Regions from separate parts of the Mus musculus genome. Here regions 1 and 2 are each linked to region 3. The links are chromatin contacts, called in public Hi-C and HiChIP or PLAC-seq maps. All regions are on one chromosome and are shown on one strand. The core of a region is the stretch at or near the end of the contact, and the rest is flanking DNA. Distances in the headings are between cores, read along the strand shown. Region 1 has its middle 32 kb from the start of 1700028M03Rik. Region 2 overlaps Tmem131l (transmembrane 131 like). Region 3 holds the start of Sfrp2 (secreted frizzled-related protein 2).

Region 1 (4,182 bases), core at 992-3,491, 220 kb after region 3:
TCCTTGTATTGCTTCTTTTCTGTTATTATCCTTTGAAGGGCTGGATTCGTGGAAAGATATTGTGTGAACTTGGTTTTGTCGTGGAATACTTTGGTTTCTCCATCTATGGTAATTGAGAGTTTGGCCGGGTATAGTAGCCTGGGCTGGCATTTGTGTTCTCTTAGTGTCTGTATAACATCTGTCCAGGCTCTTCTGGCTTTCATAGTCTCTGGTGAAAAGTCTGGTGTAATTCTGATAGGCCTTCCTTTATATGTTACTTGACCTTTCTCCCTTACTGCTTTTAATATTCTATCTTTATTTAGTGCATTTGTTGTTCTGATTATTATGTGTCGGGAGGAATTTCTTTTCTGGTCCAGTCTATTTGGAGTTCTGTATGCTTCTTGTATGATCATGGGCATCTCTTTTTTTATGTTTGGGAAGTTTTCTTATTCAACTGTTCTGCCCTCAGGTTTCTCATCAGTAAAATGGGGACATTGATATTCGGTGAGGGGTAATGCATACAATAATTCAGGATAGTAATAACTACTTGATCTTTGTTAACCATTACCCTTCTGTGTATACTATAATGCTTCGTTCCCAAGACATTTTAAAATGACTCTTATACCTTGCTCAAGAGATGCATTTCCGTAGGTACATATGACCAGTTAGGATCAGATGGTTTCATGATTCACCCTGGTGAATCATTACACTCAACCCTGGCTGATCTGCCCTTTTCTCAAGAAGCCAGTGTCTGTGAATACCATTGTACATGAACAGAGGGGTTGTACACCATTTGTTGTAGGCAGGGATCCCCAACTGGCTCAGTTCACTTGGAGAAAACTCCACGGCATAGAAATGCACAGAATATGTCAATTCACAAGGATGAAAGTCTTCTAAATGTATGCTTATTTAATTTTCTTTTGGGGCTGGGAGGAGTATTGAGGCAGGGTTTCTCTGTGTAGCCCTGACTATCCTGGAACTTGCTCTGTAGATCTGGCTGGCCAGTTCTCATAGAGGTCTACTTGCCTCTGCCTCTTTTTCTTTCTTTCTTTTTTTAATTAGATATTTTCTTTATTTACATTTCAAATGTTATCCCTTTTCCTGGTTTCCCCTCCTAAAATCCCCTATCCCCTCTTAAAAACCCCTGTCCATCCCCCTTCTCTCTGCTCGTTAACCCACCCACTCCTGCTTCCTGGCCCTGGCAATCCCCTATACTGGGGCATAGAACCTTCACAGGACCAAGGGCTTCTCCTCCCACTGATGACCGACTAAGCCATCCTCTGCTACATATGCAGCTGGAGTCATGAGTCCCACCATGGCTTTGGTTGGTGGTTTAGTGCCAGGGAGCTCTGGGGGTACTGGTTAGAGACCAAAGTGTGGACACCGATTCTTCTTAGAAGGGGAAACAAAATACCCATGGAAGGAGGTACAGAGACAAAGTGTGGAGCAGAGACTGAAGAATGGACCACCCAGAGACTGCCCCACCTGGGGATCCATCCCATATACAACCACCAAACCCAGATACTATTGTAGATGCCAACAAGTGCTTGCTGACAGGAACCTGATATAGCTGTCTCCCAAGAGGCTCTGCCAATGCCTGACTAATACAGAAGTGGATGCTCACAGCCATCCATTGGACTGAGCACAGGGTCCCCAATGAAGGAGCTAGAGAAAGGACTGAAGGAGCTGAAGGGGTTTGCAGCCTCTGCCTCTTGAGTGCTGAGATTAAAGGTATGTGCCACCACTGCCTAGCACTTGTCTGACTCTTTTTAAAGTGCAATTTTTCTCAGCTGGTCTGAATAACTTAGTTTATTGAAAATAGAGACCATTTAGTTTGAAAGAGTCCTTTGTTGATTTTGCCTTTAAATTATCTCCTTTCTTCTAAGAAACTCGAAGATTTAAGAAAGTGAAGTCATGACGGGATATTGAACAATGTCTGAGGTAAAGGCAAAAGAGAGTCCCAGACAGGTCTGGAGCGCTATGTTCAACCCAAGGAGGTATCTGAATGAACAACAAAGCTGAAAAAGTCATGCCAAATTGAGGATCAACCTGAGTGTGCTAATGTCTGGGTAAGACCTTGTGCCTGATAGCTCTGGGTGGAGACTTCCTAATGAGCATACGTGTAGCACAAATGCTCTCCTGTTTGAAAAGAAGCTTTAAATGAGTGCTGCGTCAGAGGCCCTGCTTTGTGTTGCCAGTGTCTACAGCAAATCCGTGTGAACACAGACTTGACCCAGGGAGGTGTGAGCTTCAGGGGATATGCTGAGCAGACTCCACAGTGTGAGTGATTGTGCTGCCACATTTGGAAAGCAGCAGGCTTGGGCTGGAGCTATCGGATGTCTGAGTTCTGCGATCCAAATAGTTTGGTCCGCATGGCTTCGATTCCATAGACTGCCTTGCTGATTTTAATTAGATGGAATCGCACTTTTTGATGAGTTATTCATTGATTGTTAAGCAAGGAAGATGGACCGGAGCACCACTCAGTCCCCAAGAATTTCTCAAGTGCTCTTTGCTGGCTGTGAATACTATCTTTCACATCCAGGAAAAACACAGAGGGCTTATTTAGGGAAAGCCAATGCCTAGAAACTGTCAACTTTACATCACTATAAACTATAGAGATAGGAAAACAAACTGCCTTAATATGATTATATGCATTTTCTCTTTGGTATGTGCACGTATAGATCTGTGTGTAATCAGGGGACCTCCACTCCCAGCCCAGTCCTTCATTAGACTGTCATGAAGGAGAAAGCCCAGAGGGGAGAAGAAGGGGTAGGGAGGGAAGGTGTGTGTGTGTACTTAGGCCAGCTGCCCTGCAGAAACACTCTTATGCATACTGACTTGGAAGGGTGCCTCTCTGCTAGGCTTTTCCCTCCTTCCCTGGGGTGCACAGCTTTTCAGTGATGGAGAGCTATTTCAATCTCTCCCATCCAACAGTGAAAATGGCAAACAACTGATATCAATTAAGTCAAAGGGAAGGATGGGGCTGTCGTCCTGCTGCTGCATGCAGTTTAGGTGAAGGAGAGAGGAACCTCCAGAAAGTTCTAACCTGTGGGAAGCAGAGCTGTGACAAAGAGGGGGCTTCTGAGCATTTCTGAGAAGGAGGGGGAATACAGAGCTTTGAGGAACAAAGTAGACTGTGGTATCACGGGTAAGAAGGGAGCCACCCAAAACCATCATTTCTGAAACTGACCCAGACACCATAATCATCTCTCCCTTCCCCCTAGTCTAGCACACTTGGGGACCAATTTGCTCAAAATAGTTCGAACTTTATTCCATTACTCCTGCAATTTAACAGAACCATTATCACGTTCTTTTTGAAAAGACTCTCTTCTGTATACAGAAATGTATAACATCACTCAGTTTTGAAACTTGGAAAGAATTGTGGAATCTATGGGCTAGAGAGTATAAAGTTTATTCTATAAAAATATGGTACTTATTCTTAAGTACTTCATCCCCACATACCAGATGCTGCAATAGAATTGAAGGTAGAGGAACCCCTGTGTGCCACAGGGAGAAGAGTCCCTTGACAAGGCCTTGAGGAACAACATGGGCATACTATTGTACTAACTGAGCTCATCTCCCAAACAAGTTCTCCCATGGGTCCAGAGAGAGGCCTGTTCAAGGACGGCAAGGATGCTCATTTGCATACTGTTTGTGGTTAAAGGTTGATAGTGGCACTCACACTCCTTAGCTGACCAGATGCTATGGGGCAGATACAAGGCACAAAGTACTGTGCATCTGGTAACAGCAACTCGTACACTGTTGCAAGCGAGATGCTGAGAAAAAGATGACAAAAGACACAAAGGCAGCAGGCATATAATAGAATATATTGCGGTGTACAATAGCACTCAGGTAAATGAAAAGTTTCACATAAATAAGTAATTTATAAATTCCCTAAGAATATACATAAAGAAGACAAATTGTACCAAACAGAATGATTGCCCTCTGGTAGGAAGAGGAGACAGAGGAGAGAGTGAGGAACAGAGGTAACCACCAACAATTAAATCTTAGCCTTCTTTAGACTGGGATGGAGAAGGTGCCATGGACTTAGAAATAGGGTACATCTTTCTGAGGCCTTCTACAAAAAGATGAAAGGAAGGCATGGAGTCAGAGAAGCTAGTAAAGATAGTGTAGAAAAGAAAGATGAAGCTCCTATCCTGAAATGGATATTCTCTGTCCACAAGCCGACCAGACTGTAGAGCC
Region 2 (4,001 bases), core at 1,187-3,686, 140 kb before region 3:
AAAAACAGGGATGTGGAATAGTTCAGTGGCTTAGCATGTGCAGAATTCGGGCTTCAAATCCAAATTCAAATGCCAAGAGGGAAAAGGTAGACGAGAAACTGCAGCCCAGGTCCTCAGCATCCTTCTGTTTCCCTCCCTGTTCTCCACTCACCCCCTCAGGGTTTCCCTGATGCTCCCGAGGTTGCAGTGTCACAGGTACATGTTGCGTGTCTAGTTGGTAATGTGCTTCATGTGTAAAAAGGTTACAATTTTCTCAGCCTCTGTGAACAGATAGGCCCCCTCCTTGGAGAAAGTCTCTGTCTTGTGGAAACACAGAGTAGATGAGGGACAGGCTTTTGGCATTTTGGTGGGTGAGGAGGATTTTCATAGCTAGAGTCAGCCTGTTTTTCACACACTATTTTTGTACTCTGTTTACCAAAGGATCGAGAGTTTTCCAAGCAGTACACACACGGGGCTTGAATTGAAAACTAACTTCTAGGAAACATAGAAGGGCAGATTTGTGGAGGAAGAAAGGATGGTACTTGAAGGATGGTAGTACAGTCTTCACGTTGTGCCAGAAGGTTAGAGCATGACAGGAAAAGCATCCTGAACTTGGATACCTAGCACCACCCACATGGATGCTGGTGTGGTGATGCTCTGGAGGGCGGGGCAAGGGCAGATCCTTGGAGCTCATGGGTTTAGCTCTGTGTTTAGGGGCAGGCCTTGTCACAACATCCAAGAAAATAACAGAAGAAGACCTCCAGCACTGACCTCTGCCATCCCCGTGCATGGGGACACACACCTGTGCCCACACAGGCAAACCATCCATAATTCAAAGAACGAGAATGTATGCTGGTTTAAAGTGAAACAGCTATATCATGTCAACATGCTCTGATAACACCTTGCTTTCAATGCAGGAGATGGTGTTTCCCCACAGAATTTCCCTTCAGAAGCTTCGGTCCCCTTGAGCCTCCCACAGCACGTCTGCAGCTCTACGTGAGTATTGGAGGTCCTCCCTCGCTCCTCGCTGCCTCAGGGCCACGTTCTGCTTTTCTGTCAGTGAGGTGCTTCTTGGTGCTTTGCTATGTAGGCTGAAGTCGAAAAGCCTTTTACAGACAGAGAAGCCAGATCTGATTATATTAGTGACCATCATCATGGCTCATGTGGAGACTCTCTGGTTTTGTTGTCTTCTCAACGATGTGGCCACACTAGGAACCATCTCCCCTGAGTAGGACTTGAATTCAGTCTGTGCACCAATAGTTCAGTGCCTCCAAGGGCCTGGTAGACATAGTCACAGTCTCTTTGTACAATGCTTTCTTCAGCATTGGATGGGGGTGGGGAGCAGAGATACAGTTGCCCCCCAGCTTCTATTCGTAGTAGATTCTAGGACCTACACACATGGCCAACTCTACAGATCCCTCATATAACATGGATGGTGACATGTGCCTGTCATTCTGGCACTCAGAAGACTGAGGCAGGAGGATTGTCATGAATTTGAGTAGCCTGTGCTTTGCACTACTAAGGACTAGACTGATTATCCAGTATTATGTGGCAAAACCCTGTCTCAAAATAGGGACAAAATGAGACTATTTTCACAGGACTATTTTTGCCAGTCTTCCCATATACATCAAGTCATGTCCATATACTGAGAGTGCTAACTTGGTACAAATGGTGATGGCAGTGTCAGGCAGCCTTTTAGGGCATCCTTACAAGAGAAAGACGAGTGGGTTTTCAGTGCCCACTCAGCCTTTGTAGGTCCCATCCCACAGTACACGGCAGCTGCTGTGCAGGACTCCCTCCAGAAGTTCTCAGACCACCCATGTGGAACCAGTGATGACTGAGGGTCAGCAGTGTCTTTCATAATGAGAGGAATGTGGCATCAGCATGCAGGACAGCACTTTGGCGTGACACCAGGGCCCCTGGATGCCGTGTGAGGAAGACTTGGCTCACACACATGAAAGCTCCCTGTGACCTGTCAGAGGTAGAAAGCCACTGGGCTGTGAAGACTGCTGCTGTCTATATTGGAAGCTGCAGCTGACGCCACGGTAGTCCAGTTGGTTGTTTCAGGCAAGACGTCATAGTATCCCTCAGCTCTTGCCTGGCTCTGTGCATCTTTCATATCTGTGTTTCTGAAGGGATTATGGTCAGACTCAAAGGAGATTTGGCAATGCGGTTTTCAATTTTCCTGCATGGAAGTCATGGTTTCCTGTCTTCCCTTTGCCCGCAGAGATGTGAGTGTCCTGCCTGAGTTCACAGAGTCCCCCTGTCCTGGTCTTCCTGCCACACCTGCAGGTGCTGGAGAAGAGAAAGGTAAGGCTCATGGCAGGCATCAGCCAGGCTCTGTGCTGGGCACTGGAGAAGGCACCTCAGGCCGGGGGCGCCTCCCAACCTCCTGCTCTGTGGATAGACATCCACAGCCAAGCATTCTGCATCAGTGTGAACACCCTCAGCAGCCATGACACAGCCAGCCAGAAATGTTCCAGAGCTCTCAGCAGAGCCTCCTCTGCACCGAGCTCACTGACCCAGTCAGAGATAACAGAAACAAGAGAGCAGAGCTGAGGTGTGAGCAAGCCAGCACAGTGGGCTTGCTCTGCTCGCCTGCCCCTCCGTGTGGGACCCACTAACTGGGCGTCAGCAGCCTGGCTGGACAGGCAGGCTCCTGCACCAGGATGTGGCAGAGCTGAGCGCTAGCTGCCTACACTTCCTGCAGGTGGGAAAGACAGCCAGAGGAAACCCTGCCTCCCACTGGGGCCTCCAGTGAGGAGCCCTGCCTCCCACCATCCATTCCCAACCCTAACACTCTTTCTCTTCGTTTTCCGTCTGTCTTTTTTCTGGCATCCTGTCTTATTCTGGGGTTCTTCCAAATCAGGGTCAGGAGTTGTGGCAGGACGTGCCCGAGTTTTTCCCTTGTGGCAGCTTTAGGCTTGACACACGCACTTGTTTCTGTGCACAGAAGCTTCTGACACACAGTGCTGCCCGGAGGGGGGAGGGCTCCAGGCCGGCTTGAGCCACACGGCAAGGCAAAAGCTTGCAACCACTGGAGAGTAAGAGGAAAGATTAAGCTGCCTCGTTGCCATCTTGCAAATGTTCTGGACTTGTCAGATCATTAGTGGAAATAAATTGTTGGTGAACTGGACCCAGTCATTAATCCATACAACACAAATGTTTCCAATGAAAGAAAATGCAAATTTCAGTCATTTCTACTTTGCCAAGCCAAGGTTTGGATGAAGGTTTGGCTGGCTCACTCATTTCTGTGAGTTACTAGAGGATAAGATTTAGTTAATCCTCTCCTCTATTAAGAAGCAACAAACTCCAGATACCCAGGGCTAGCAGAGCTCAGCAGAGGAGCCCCTGCCTGGTAAGCACCAGGCTCTGGGTTCCATCCCCACACCAAAAACTGGCTTTACCTCAGTGGCGGCTACTCTGCTTTTCTTCTGTCTGCTAGAGTTTCTGTGAAACCTGGTGTCCCAGGCTGGGTTTACATGTGTGTTTCAGATGTCGTTACCTGCTACCCATTAAGAACTACTTTTTTTTTTTTTAAATCACCTCTTGCACTGCTTAGCCAAGTCCTGATGAGGTCAGTTGTCCCCTGGTCTGCTGTGCATGGACACTGTCCTGCCCATTGTGCTCTCCCTCACCTTGCTACTTTTGCCCCTGCCCTGCAAAAATGCCTGGCCCCTGGGGAGTGAATTCCTTGACCTCCATAGGTAACTGCCTTTGCAAAGCTCATGGTGGTGTTGCTAGTCCTGCCCAGCCCCAGCAGGTCTGCTATTCTCAACTACCCACAGCGGCATCCGCTGTCCTGGTCTACTTGCCTTCTGCCTCAATCTAGTTGCTCTTGCTTTTTACTCCAGACCTTCAGAAGTTCTCCTCACCCACACTGGCCTACCATGGAAGGCCGTCTGCTTCTCTCCTGTTGCCTCCTCCTGTCCTGGGAGTCTCGCCCATTCCTGCCCCTTCTCCACTGTCAGTTGCTAATAAGTCCTCTAATAAGTCCTTCCTGTCAGGACATGAGTGTTCGG
Region 3 (4,164 bases), core at 1,345-3,844:
GGAAAAGGTATAACCATAAAACACAATGGAAAGATGCTTCTCATCTGCAGGACATGGAGAAAGCCCCTCCTGCTCAGCAGGGCTCTAGGGATCTTTTGCAGATTTTTTTTTTCCTCATCTGGGCTGGGAAGGATGGCAGTGCTGTGCTGCGAGGAACCTATAGGGCCTGCTTGTTTGCATCTTGGAAGCACAGCTCAGTCATTCCCACAGCCAGCAAATAACCGGCTCTCCTTCACCTTGTACTCCCTGCCAAGTCTGCGGTTCAGTTATGATTTATTTCATTATCCCCCCACTCCAGCTCCTTGGTACAGGTGCTTGTTGCCTAGCCTTGCCTGTGCCAGCAAATAAACCTAGGGACAAGGCGATGTGAGTGAGTAAGAACTTCCTGGTGGGGTTTGTCTGAACAGACCCGGTGTGTGTGTGTGTGTGTGTGTGTGTGTGCGCGCGCGCTGTGGGCTTACAGCTATCAGTCTGTCTGGGGCCCTCGTGAAAAAACATACTCTCATGAAGGAAACACTTTCTTTCTCTAATTTATAAATATGCCCAATGATATCATTAAAATTCAAGTGCAATCTTGTAGGTTTTCACTAGTATGAAATCAAATTTTCACAGGGAAAAAGAAAAAAAAAAACCTTGTGACCCATAAAAGAAAAGTTATCTGATTTTTGAAAATATCAAGCAAACTTCGCAGGCGTCCAGGCTTATTTTGAAGGAGGAAAGTGAACTCTGGAGGAATACCCTGTGTCTATTTGGGTTGATGGCAGGAAGAAAAACAACAAAGGCAACCCCCACAAAACAACCCCAGCCCTACCCAACCAGAGAGAAACACTTCCAATCGGGAGGCTCGGAGTGTGTATGAAATGCTACCAACCTGTATTGGTTATTCTATTGTATATGTTGGGCAAATGTTTGAAAAATGCCAAACATTTGCAATAAATTAGAAACCTAACCAATAAGATGATTGCAGACTCATGGTGCCTGCCAGGAAAGATTGCTAAACAACTTTGTATTTTCTTTAACTAATGATGTCTGCAGGAAAAAAATTAGCGATTGAAAGGGAGATGCGGCTGCAGCCAGAGAGGGGTAAGGAAGCCCCCTTTTCTATCTCCGGGGCCCAAATCAGCTCAGACACATTGTATACTTTTTCCTTTCAGGAAAAGTATCAAGAGTGCATGAGGTTTTCATTGCTTTGATGGTTTTTGCCTATGAACTTCCCTCTGTTTTCTAAAAACTTGAGGGAACTCTTCTGCATGATTTTTTCCCCAGCTAATTAAAACCACTCCTAAGATAAAAGCAGATAGTGACAGAGAGATGAGTCCTGTTGATTGCCTTTAGCCTCTCTCCCCCAAACACCTGGGGAGTTAAAACCAATAGTCAGGGTTCCACTCGCTCCCAGACAGTCTTCGTTTTTTTATCTCCAAACCTACATTGGCGAAGGACAAAAAAACAATCTCAAAAGGTGATCAACGTGTATCGTTTGTTTTTATCCAGTGGGACAAGAACGTGCAGAGAGAGGCTGAGCCTGGGTGCTCATCACTAGGACCCAATCATGGTAAATGCTTTCAGAAGCGGGGACGCAGAGCAAGAATCTTAAAAAAAGGCTTGCCACTTTTGTTTGGCTTTCTTAACTACCTAAGAGGAACTGTTAGAACCAAGGAGGAATCTTGGCGCATGGGTGGATATCTCTAACTCCGTATGGCAACAGATTAGGGCAAGGAGAGCTGCCATATCCAAGGTTGGGACCTCCAGCCTGGACAAACTAGGATGTGGAGTGGTGGCTGCGGGGTGTCCCCCACCCCACCCACCCCACTCCCCAGGTCCTAGCACCTCAGGCTTCTTGGGAGTGGGTGGATCGAATAGGGAAGGCTTACCTTCCTCTGTGGCCGGCAGGAGGTGGTCGCTACTAGCGAGGGGGATGCAGAGGTCGTTGTCCTGCGGGAAACGGTCGCACTCCAGCATGTCTGGCCAGGGGAAGCCGAAGGCGGACATGACCGGGGCGCAGCGGTCCTTCACCTGCACGCAGAGCGAGTGACACGGCTGGATGGTCTCATCTAGGTCGTCGAGACAGACAGGGGCGAAGAGCGAGCACAGGAACTTCTTGGTGTCCGGGTGGCACTGCTTCATGACCAGCGGAATCCAGGCGCCCGCCTGCTCCAGCACCTCCTTCATGGTCTCGTGGCCCAGCAGGTTGGGCAGCCGCATGTTCTGGTACTCGATGCCGTGGCACAGCTGCAGGTTGGCGGGGATGGGCTTGCAGTTGCTGCGCTTGTAGGAGAAGTCGGGCTGGCCGAAGAGGAAGAGCCCACGCGCCGAGCCCAGGCAGCAGTGCGAGGCGAGGACTAGCAGCAGCAGCGAGGCAGGGCCCCGCGGCATCGTGGACTAGCGACCCCCGGGGGGCGGAGGGAGCCGAGCGGGGGAAGCGAGAGGCGGCCGGAGCTCGAGCTCGTCCGGGACTCCCTCGCTCTGCTCGTGGGGGCTCTGGACAGCGGGCGGCGCGAACGCGCGAAGCCGGGCGCCGGGAGGTCGGCGCGGGCAAGGCACTGCAAGCCCGCGCGCAGCTCCGGGGGGCTCCGACCCGGGGGAGCAGAGTGAGCAGAGGCTGGGGCCCAGCCAGAGTTTTCTTGGCCTTTTTTATGCAAATCTGGAGGTGGAGGAGGGGGAGCAAGGGAGGAGCCAAACCGGAGTAATCCGAGGAGGCCGGTCACTACTTTCTGGGGCTGGCTGCGTTGAGAATGCCCCTCACGCGCTCGCTGGCAGGAAATTCGGGCTGCGCCCCCACCCCGAGGCAGCAGCCCCTGCGCGCGCGCTCTGGTGATTGCCTTGCAAGCAGACAAGCGCGGGCCACCCTGTCCCAGGGAGAGCGAGGGGAGAGCGAGGAGGAGGCAACGAAAGTCGAGGACACGCGTGGAGCCGGGCTAGCTGCCTTGCAGTCGGATCAGGGCTGGAACGCGTTTCACGCCCCGCGTGGCCTGCGCCCGTATCGATGTGCAGCAGCCTTTAAGTCTCAGCACTGCGTCCCTGTCCCCGAGTAACCATAAACCAGCAGTACTAGACTCTTTGTGGCCTGGGCTTTTTCCTCCCGGTTCTCCAGCCCAAGTTGAGCAGACTGGCTTGAGCAATGTGATTCCACAGCCTCACGACACATTCTGACTTATAAAATGGAATTGCAGCCATGCACGGAGTTGCTATTTTGCTGGGGTGTCTATAGGATTTTGTCACTGTGGAGGACTTGTCAGAGGCATCACGAATTTGCCCGCCATTTCTCCTCTTTGGAGGAGAAAATTTGACCTCTGAAGAGATGTCTATGCTTGAAGGCTGCACGGGCTCTAATACATAGGGGTTCAGGATTACCTCAGTATAGGCCACCAAAGCAATAAATGGGGCTTATGAGTACCAAGGTCAGAAGGTGGGCAGGAACGGGCAGAGACCTCTGTGGTCACAAGAGTTAGTCATGTCCTCAGCATAGTTGGCCCATTCATCCCCTAACAACCAGGGACGCCATCCTGGTCACCCATCCTGGTCACGCCATCCTGGTCACCCATCGGGCCATCCTCTGCTCTGTAGAACAGGGAACCTAATGTTAGGGTAAGTGGATTGTAAGGTGCCAGGCGGGGAAAGGAGTACAGAGAGACAGTTTGGACGTGCGCAGGGGGTGGGTTAAGGGGGGGGGTGTCTCTTCCCCAAACCTTCCCTTGTCTTAAGAGTCAGCCTCTCTTTAAGTGGGACCTTGCAAGTCCTGGGTAGTGACTTCCCCTCTTTGCCCCCCCCCCCCCCAACAATCCTCTTTCAAGTGTAAGGTGGACACATTGTTGCTGCTTCCTGGATTTAACAGCTGGGTTGGATGTTTGCTGCCTGATTTACATTTTCCATCCATCTGGATGGTGAGCTCAGGATTTAGGGGGTCAGCACATTTTGTGGTCCCGCAGTTTATGAGAGTTTAAGGAGTGACGAGAGGACGATAAAATGCTATTTCCTACCCACTTCTGGCCATAGTCGAAGCAGGTAAACACCCAGAGGGAGCCCGCAATGGGAGTCTTTAAAAGTCCAGCTCCATCTTTCCTGCTCTGCTGAAGGCCTGCCTGAGTGGAGCCGTTTCCATCCAATTGGCTCTAGACCTTCCCGTGTCTAGCTGAAGCAGCCAGAGGCTTAGACTTTCTCCCCAGG

The links. A called contact is a pair of places that touch in the nucleus more often than the background predicts. HiChIP or PLAC-seq counts read pairs in DNA pulled down with a chosen protein or histone mark.
Region 1: an H3K4me3 HiChIP or PLAC-seq map of craniofacial prominence shows a contact between it and region 3, with 4 times the contacts expected there. The contact joins the enhancer-like site here to the promoter of Sfrp2 in region 3. A contact is called at or near these places in 2 of 39 promoter capture datasets (cranial neural crest and maxillary cranial neural crest), 2 of 484 Hi-C or Micro-C datasets (nephron progenitors and palatal mesenchyme) and 3 of 115 datasets of contacts at active chromatin or transcription factors (craniofacial prominence, embryonic limb bud and embryonic stem cells).
Region 2: a contact with region 3 is called in a Hi-C map of cerebellum, with 2.8 times the contacts expected there. The contact joins the enhancer-like site here to the promoter of Sfrp2 in region 3. A contact is called at or near these places in 4 of 39 promoter capture datasets (the 3T3-L1 cell line, embryonic stem cells and maxillary cranial neural crest), 1 of 15 datasets of contacts at CTCF or cohesin (embryonic stem cells), 4 of 484 Hi-C or Micro-C datasets (cerebellum, embryonic stem cells and palatal mesenchyme), 5 of 115 datasets of contacts at active chromatin or transcription factors (all in embryonic stem cells) and 4 of 9 other capture datasets (adipose tissue, embryonic stem cells, liver and 1 more).

Annotation. Positions count from the first base shown.
Region 1 is chr3:83,539,795-83,543,976 of GRCm38.p6, reverse strand. No RefSeq gene overlaps it. Among named protein-coding and RNA genes, the nearest start is that of 1700028M03Rik, 32 kb to the left of the region's middle. Within about 2 kb of position 2,241, at least 13 of the 459 cell types and tissues checked have an H3K27ac peak or open chromatin away from gene starts, as enhancers often do. A contact at or near this core is called in palatal mesenchyme, where this site is marked.
Region 2 is chr3:83,903,321-83,907,321 of GRCm38.p6, reverse strand. Tmem131l (transmembrane 131 like) reads left to right here. Exons shown (of 35, transcript NM_172681.4): 30 at 897-975; 31 at 2,207-2,289. Among named protein-coding and RNA genes, the nearest start is that of Tlr2, 64 kb to the right of the region's middle. Within about 2 kb of position 2,436, at least 18 of the 459 cell types and tissues checked have an H3K27ac peak or open chromatin away from gene starts, as enhancers often do. A contact at or near this core is called in cerebellum, where this site is marked.
Region 3 is chr3:83,764,751-83,768,914 of GRCm38.p6, reverse strand. Sfrp2 (secreted frizzled-related protein 2) reads right to left here and starts at 2,594. Exons shown (of 3, transcript NM_009144.2): 1 at 1,872-2,594. The coding sequence starts at 2,373.